Linked DNA regions of Oryza sativa: region 2 is linked to region 1. A link is a contact called in public HiCAR-type data. All regions are on one chromosome and are shown on one strand. The core of a region is the stretch at or near the end of the contact, and the rest is flanking DNA. Distances in the headings are between cores, read along the strand shown. Region 1 holds the start of LOC4326980 (dihydrolipoyl dehydrogenase 1, mitochondrial). Region 2 holds the start of LOC4326840 (serine carboxypeptidase-like 26).

Region 1 (4,277 bases), core at 20-2,519:
ACTGTTAAAAGCTCAAAAGTTAGTTACGTATAGCATAATATGTGTGCAAGGGATAGTCTCACGCATAGCATAAAACAGTAAAGAAACAAGTCTCAAGAAAAAGGACAATTAAGAAACTAACTGTTAACTGGATGCAATATAACTACGGTACAAAGTATCATGATAATGACACCTCGGGGCAACCAAACTGCAGTTCAAAATAGCCCACGGCATCAAACAAAGTCCAAAATGATGCCAAGAAGAAAAGTTCAAATACAGTAAGGACTCGTGCCACCATATGAAAACGAAATATGCAGCACCTGTTGATTAGTAACGATCTGTTGAGCCATAACACATCAGTTGTGTTAATCCTATTGGTTTACACCAGTTAACCAATTTAAGATTATTTTGTTTATCAGATTAGGACGATGCTGTGCCATCAATTTAGGATTATTTTGTTTATTAGATGGATGGCAACCACCCAACCATCGAGTTGGCAGAATTTTAACAACACTCTAGGAAAGGTGTCTTCCAGGAATTTTCAAATGGACGGGTACAAGATTAAGAATCCAAAAGACTACAATTATGCAGCATATTGCACAAAAGGCATTACTCCTCTATAATTCAAATGCTTGACAGTAAATTTGAAACACCAAATTACATCAGATGTCACACATATGCAGACCATTCATGCCAAAATATTAACAAGGGAACTCAAATCTAACCACACAGCGCAAAATGCTCCTCGAAATTACGCGTATCCTCCGCACGACCAGAATTTCAATTCAACGCGCATCGCAACAACTCGCCCTACCAGCAGATACCATCAATCAACCCGAAATAATAAGGTTGGAAAACGTAGATCTAAAATCGCATCCACCTCAACCGAACCCGCAAGACAGTAGAGAGGAGATCGAAAAAGAGGGGGAGGGACGAGGGGGAGAGCATCGTCGTGGTCACCTTGGAGGGGATGCAGCCGACGTTGAGGCATGTCCCGCCGAGGGTGCCCCTCTTCTCGATGCAGGTGGTCTTGAGCCCCAGCTGCGCCGCCTTGATCGCCGCCACGTACCCTCCCGGCCCGCCGCCCACCACCACCACGTCGCTCTCCTCCCCCGCCACCGCCGCGTACGACGCCCTCAGCGCCGACACCCCCGCCGCCCCCAGCGGCCGCCGCAGCAGCGCCTCCGCCGCCCGCCTCCTCGCCAGGATTGCGAGCGCCATCTCTCTCTCTCTCCTCGCTTCGGGCTCCTTGTGGTGTTATTGGATTTATTTTTTTTTCTTCTTTTGCTCCAAGAAAGAGGAGAAGAGGAGAGAGAGGAGGAGGAGAAGGTGGAAGGGGAAGCGAAATGGGAAGCGGCTGCCGGGTGGGGCCCGAGCAGATAGGGTTTTTCCTGTCGAGAGATCCTGGCCGTACGATGCAGAAGGGAAGGGATGGGCTCGCTCGCTCACCAACCAAAAATAAAATAAAATAAGATGTTGTAGTAATTTATTCCAACTACTCCACATCTTAAAAAAAAAACCCTCCTATGATCTCTCTGATAATTGGTGACTTTTGCTTAGCTAAATCGTCATTTGAAAAGTTTGGTGGTTTCACTTTATTTTAATCAGCGAAACATTAGAACATTTTGGCCTGTTGAGGAGAAAACGTTAGCGCTTTTGTTATGATTTTTTACTTAAAAATGCAGATAAATTATTGGTGTGTGATTGTTAATGTTCAATCTCTCTCTCTCTCTCTTCTTTCCATGTAAACCAAATTTCTAGATTTACATTATTGGGATCCTGCACTTTTCTTATGTGGAACCTTGCAAATGTAAAGTGCATAGACTATTTGTGCAGTTGAGAGAGAGAGAGGAGAGTGAAGTTGCTGGTTCACAGTTCATACCTAATCCAGTAGAGGATATGATGTTGGTCCATGTAGAACCACTGAGACCCTGGAGAGAGGCTGCCCTCACAAATCAATTTGTGATCTCTACTCTCACAACCATCCAAGACAACAATTGCTTTCTCATTCTGTCACATTCCATCAGCCATTTTTCTTGGGCTTCGGTTCATAACTTTGCTATGCTGAAGATCCAACAAACCCAATTTCAATTTAAGTTTACATTAGTCCACAAAATAAGACCAACACATAATAACATAACCCCTCATCTGTGATGGGCCATGACTCACATATGTAACACGTATATGTATTTACCCTGTCAGCGATAAAAAAAACTCATATATTACTGACTCATATGTGCAGATAATATTCACCCTGTCAGCGATAAAAAAAACTCATATGTTACTGACTCATATGTGCAGATAATATTTACCCTGTCAGCGATAAAAAAAAACTCATATGTTACTGACTCATATGTGCAGATACATCAACTGGATGCATGGCAAGACTGCCAAGCGCTGCCGGTCCGCTAAATGAGCATATCGATGAATCAGGAATAGCATTCCCAGTGAATGAAAGAGTATACAAAGGATCGAATGCTGAGATAAAATAGCTTTAGTAGAAGATTAAGAGCTTAATTGCTATATGCATTGTTGTTGGTATTCCAACAACTTTATGTTTCGTTATTCAGAGATGGCCAGGTGAGCCTCTTTGATTAGTCGTTGCCATGAGATGAGATAGTAAAACGTTTATGTTGACAAATATACAATTTAGACAAAAAGTCAACTATAATCATATAACTGAGAACATATTTCAATTTATCAGGAAAAAATATATTTCAGATAGGGGTGTAAGTGGCTAACCTGCAAAACCCACTTATAGATCACAATAAGCCCCCTTAATTTCAGATATGGGTATTTGCTTGTAACTAATCAAATTAATTGATATTCAGGAGAGAGAGAATTAGAGAGAATACATGAAATCAATTGGAAGAGGGAGAATACAGGAGAGAGTGGTGGCTGTGGTGGGATGCTGCTGTGTTCAGCATACTTCCCCCGTTCTATAAAAAATAAATCTAGTAGTAGTAGGTGGGAAGATCATGTGGTTGTACTACATTGACATCCAGGAGTTGTGGATCGTGTACGAAGATCCGAGGGAACGTATCAGTTCGATTGGAGTAGTACCATTTTTGTCGTGCAATCCTAGCTTGTTCACATTGCAACTATCGTCGTTTTTTCTCGTTCATTTGGAGTAGTCTGAGGTCATCAGTTGGAGAGATTGGCCGGATCAACCTTGCCGTTGTGGCTGGCGGCGACGAGCATCTCAACGACGGTGCCTACGTGCACACCCTCATCGTGGATGGATCTGCCTAGTACCAGCGCACCTTCCAAACAAATCTCCTCTATGGGCATGTTCTTGGTCTCTGGCAGGAAGGACGCCGCTCCGTGGGACCATGCCACGATGCGGAAGTGCGGAGCTTCACCAGAAACCGAACTCGATCACCTCCAGCCTTGGTAGTGCGTCGACGACGATCTCCTCGACGTCGAACGAGTAGATGGTCATTGACATGGGAGGCACTTGTAGATCCCACTCATCATATAAGTCAAAACTAAGCGCTATACCGACTTGAGGCCTCGAGCATATCGATTTTGTAAGTTAAGGGATATGTTATATCTGGTATTGCGGTTAAATTACGTGATTCAAACTCCGCGTTAAAATGAGGGAACTAGAGTGAACTTATTCCGGCTAAGAAAAGGTCTATGTTATGCATAAAGCAGAGGAATAAGTCTATTTTATCTTTCCCATCTCTTATCCCTAATCAAATTGTATCCCTCAACTCAACTCATAACGCTTCGCCTAACTTTAAAAACCAGTGCGAATATAGTCCGGACACCAGGCTACTGCGGCCACTGGTTGAGAGGGAGAAGAGACCGCAACCACAGGACCCCGAGCTCCCCGTCGCTCACTGTGGAGGTTTGAGGGGGCAGCATGGAAGAAGCAGGGCCAAGCCCGGTGGCGTCCGACCTCCTTCTCCAGCTCCCCGCACAAATTGAGATGGTATATATCCCCGGCGAGTTCCACGACCTCGCCGTGGTATATATCCCCGGCGAGTTCCACGACCTCGCCGAGCAGTTGCAGGTCAAGCTCGCCGGCGACATGCCCCTCTAGGACAATTACAGTTATTGGCTAATGAAAGTACCTCACCAAGTCTGCTATTGTTAGGTTGCGTTGGAATGCCCAACAATTGCTGGATGAAATTTTAGATTCTCGTGGCACGCTTTTGAAACTGCTAAACGGTGCGTTTCGTGCAAAAACTTTCTATATGAAAGTTGCTCTAAAATATCAGATTAATACATTTTTCAAGTATGTAATAATTAAAACTCAAGTAACCACATGTTACTACCATCTCATTTTGCGT
Region 2 (4,366 bases), core at 1,811-4,310, 260 kb after region 1:
ATGAAACAAACTTTTTTGAAAGCATGATGAAGAAAAAATGAGATATAAGGGCAATTGTCCCTTATAGATAATGTAGTTTGTAGCATAACATAATATCTTGATCAAATTCTTAAGGCAAACTAGTATGCAAGAACCAAACCTGTAGACCCATATTCGTAGGCCAGCCTTGATAAGCTTAGAGTAAATAGGAAGAACAGAGAAGACCGTGATGTCGTAATTGTCGAATATTGAATAACTGCAAATGTATGGAGGATGTCATTTCTTCTATCCATTTAGTATATCTGATCAATCAGAAATTCACAAGGAAGCTCATGCATATATGACCTGCAGATACTCCATTTTCTGTCCTTGATCAATCCACTCGTATTCGCATGAAGTGATTTCTGCACATCCATCTTGTTCATGTAATCTTCGATATGTGACGAATAGCACGGATCATACCCTGAGTACATCCTCGTGCCTTTAAGCCTCTTCTGAAATTTGCATTCAATTATCTTCAGTTCATTCTGTTTTCATATTTGCTACAGTACAAATACTAGTTGTTAAGCATTACAGTTACCTTAGCATTCATATCAGCTGTACTGTAGGAGGTGGAAAAGAGGGATGAGTCATCAGTGTTGCACTTAGGTGCATACACATTGAAAATATCGATCATATCGTACTGATCATATATGTATCCCATTACATGGTTACACTCATTGCTACGGGGTGATAACCTGAAGTCGCAAACATTGTTGACATGCTTATAGAGTTGATCTGAGATCACTGAGTGACTCCAAGCGAACTCAACTAGTCCCTTGTAGTCATAGTAATCATCAGTCTCTGCATTGCCAACCTGCAAAATATTGTTGGCATTTGTGATTGGATCATTGACAGTTTGTTTTGGGAGAGCATACTGAATGCATAATATGCTTAAATTGAATGGTATGAATGAGGAAATGAAAGTATTATAAGATAAAAGAATTGCTTGTCAGCGTTTCAAACTAGAACAACTCAATAAACAGAGATCCAGCAAAGCCCACAAATACACAATCATTCATAAACATGTTCGAGGAAATAGCACTCACATATAAGGTCTCAAGCTAATTTCCAATATAACATTCTTTCAGCAGAAATCTGATGCCAAAAGAAAATTTGATCAGTTTCATAAGGTACTTACAATAAATCCTTTCAAATTGATATGCTGGTTTGTTTCAACATGCTTGTTGCGCTCATACACTACATCAGCAAGCTGAGGAACATAGTGCCCTGTTGCATCAAAGTTGGTAAGTGTCTTTCCCCACAAAATAAAAAGTTGGTAACTGTCTTATTATTCAAGGTTATGTTTGCATGTTGTGAAACACATTGGATGATGTGGTTTGCAGCATATGCCCTGATACGTGTGTCCACTAGATGGCCACCAATGTTTAAATCTGAGTACTTTTGACCATATAGTTTGTTGAATAAGCCACTCTCTCCTTTGACCCTTGATAGGACTGTTTTGGGTTTAGTGACAGAAGCAAACAAAAAATGAGTATTCCAACCCTAACAAAAGATAGCTGTATTTTTCAACAGAATAACAAACATCAACTTGTTCAGGACCTAATAAAGGTGGTATAGTGGGATCCATGTATTGGTGTGGACTGAAGACTTCAGGGAATAGGATCTGGATGACTACATGTATTCTAGGCTAAACCTTTTGACTAGAGAATATTGAGGAGTGGAAAGATGGTGGATTTATTCCTGTTTTGCATGCTTACACTACTCATTAATTAACAAAAGGTGAAAATCCGGTATCTTTTTCTTTTTCTTGTGGGCTTATTCAACTTTTCTATATTTTTGTTGGAAGAAAGGGAGCTGTCTGCACAATACCTGCATAGCTCTCTCCAGAGATGTAGAAGTCATGGTTTTTGTACTGAGGAAACCTCTTGAACCAATTCACCAAGAAATTGTAGGTGTCCTCAGCTGCGCCGCTCGAAAAATACAGTTAATGAGCACAATAACACAAATTTTTCAGACTTTAAGGGAGGTAAGTTGAAGATCCTGAGACTAGATAAATACCGACAAAACGGTCATCGATGCTCTCTAGGTCAGACGAGGTATTTGTGTAGGAGAAGCCGACTCCAACAGGAGATTCCAAGAACAACAAATTGGCCTCTGAAACATGGAGAGGAACAATTGCAGATTAATTCTGTTAGTCCCACATTGACCGGTAGCAACTTTACACATGACGTGACTTCGGAGTGCAACATGATACGAGCGGTAAAAGATGAACAATAATATCGTACCGTTATTCCATGCAAACTTGTTGAATTCCAAACCTGTTCCATTTCCATTGACCATGAGAGGACCCAATTCAGAAGCTGCTCCATAGCCCACAGATGAGCAACCAGGACCTGAATATGGAAATTCAGTTGAATGGCGATACAAAACAAGAAACAGTGAAAGAAACACACATACAAAAATGACAGGGTAAATATTCTATGACTACTTAGAAAGGACGAACTAAACCATCACACATCAGGTGAATAAACATATATAGCTGCAGACAAATCAAAGTACAACTAATACTTGTTTGCTTGCTACTGATCAATATGAATGAACAATCCATCAAGCAAAGAAATGCATATGCTCAATGCACAAATGACAACAACCTCCATTAAGCCAGAGCAGGAGAGGCTTCTTGGAAGGCAGTGCCTGAGCCTCAAAGAACCAGTAGAAGAGTGCCCTGCCATTCTGGCTGTTCACAGTGATGTAGCCTGAGAACTGAGACATCTGTGGGCTCCTTGGCTGCCCAGGGAGGAAGGCAACCCTATCAGCCTCCTGCTCATCCTCTGCTGTGATTGTCTGCAGCAATGAGAGAGCAAGCAAGATGATGAAGAGTGGATGGTGGCACAGGGATTTGAGCCTTGGTGATGCACAAGAGGCCATAGGATTTTTCTCTTTTTTTTTTTTGTTCTCCTCCTCTTGTTCTGTTCTGCTCTCCTCAGTGAAAGAGAGTGCAGAACTCTCTGTGTCCACTACCAGCTCAGTGTTTGGAGGGGGGAAGAGATATTGCAGCATTTGAACATATATAGCAAGTTGTCATTTGCTGGTATGTGTGGCAATTGAGATACTTTTCTTATGTGCAAGTAAGAAAATCAGTATTGTTCCCTTCAAAAAAGAAAATCAGTATTGTGCTTGTAAAAAGTCCTTGACCGATCAGCTGATAGTGCAGTTAAAAAAATGTTTACCCCACTGTAAATTTGCACTTTCCAGTGTCCACAGAGAAGATAAGTTTATAAAAATTCTCAAAAGAAAAAGGTTTAGCACTTGCGTTGGAGAATATGGTATATATCTTTTCAATATTTTGATATTAACTCAGTTGCATGATTAAAAAAAAGACAAATACATAGCTAAAGCAGTTCGAACACTATTTAAGCATGTATTTATCATTCACGGATTCACTGAAATGCAATTAAGTTCTAACATAGCCCATTTATATTTATTGATTTTCTGAGAACAAAGAATCTTCAAGTTTGAATTTTAACAGACTTTTGCCAATATGCCACCAACTAACCTCACATGATAATAATCCTTTTTGACATTTTCCTTCGTGAGACTATAATTAAGTTCAGTCATGAGCAACATGTGTTCCATTTTGTCGGTCTCTCAAATCTTTAGTATGAATCACAAGCCAATATTAAGTATTGTCTAAAAAAGATTTGAGTGTTTCTTTTCATATTAGTCGAATTTAAGGTCATCATGTTGAAATTCCTTTGTCATCTTCATCGACTTTTTCATCCCCTCTAACTGAATCAATCCCCATTTGGTCGCCACTACTTCCGCCCCTGAATGCCACGATCCCTCGTCACCATTGCCAATGAGGCACGCCAATAGGGTTGTAGGTGGGCTAGCATGCAAAATCATTTCTACAAGCGATATAAGTGAGTTCACGGATTGGCTCACTTATTGGGATACACCCGCACCAATTCTCTAGCTTGTTCTCCACACATGTCATCTCTTCTTGGCACTCCATCCCCACTCCCTACGCTTCAATTCGTTGCCAAACTAAATTTCATTTAGAATTGTTTCCCTCTCCTATCTGAATAATACCTCCATCCCATAATAATTGCATTTCTACCATTCTATTTTTTTCCCGAAAAATTATATTTGTGATAAGATGGGACCCAACAAATGGAATGTGTACCCTCAACCTTCCTTTTAATTAAGTTTACAAATGAAATGTGTGCCTCAACCTTCCTTATATAAGTATAGGTATGGAATATGCGCATGCAGTGCAGTTATTAAATAGGATTACTGTGGTAAATTATGTTTGTTATCAATCTATCTCTATTTTTTAGAAATGCAATTATTATGGGACGGAGGTAAACTAAGGCAGAACTCT

The links. HiCAR-type assays count read pairs that join an accessible place to other places.
Region 2: a contact with region 1 is called in a HiCAR-type map of leaf, with 2.5 times the contacts expected there. The contact joins the promoter of LOC4326840 here to the promoter of LOC4326980 in region 1. A contact is called at or near these places in 2 of 15 Hi-C or Micro-C datasets (leaf and seedling) and 1 of 4 datasets of contacts at active chromatin or transcription factors (leaf).

Annotation. Positions count from the first base shown.
Region 1 is chr1:12,700,589-12,704,865 of ASM3414082v1, forward strand. LOC4326980 (dihydrolipoyl dehydrogenase 1, mitochondrial) reads right to left here and starts at 1,270. Exons shown (of 2, transcript XM_015755531.3): 1 at 940-1,270. The coding sequence starts at 1,200.
Region 2 is chr1:12,959,749-12,964,114 of ASM3414082v1, forward strand. LOC4326840 (serine carboxypeptidase-like 26) reads right to left here and starts at 3,061. Exons shown (of 10, transcript XM_015766669.3): 1 at 2,634-3,061; 2 at 2,268-2,375; 3 at 2,041-2,136; 4 at 1,852-1,944; 5 at 1,160-1,248; 6 at 560-835; 7 at 325-470; 8 at 140-235. The coding sequence starts at 3,042.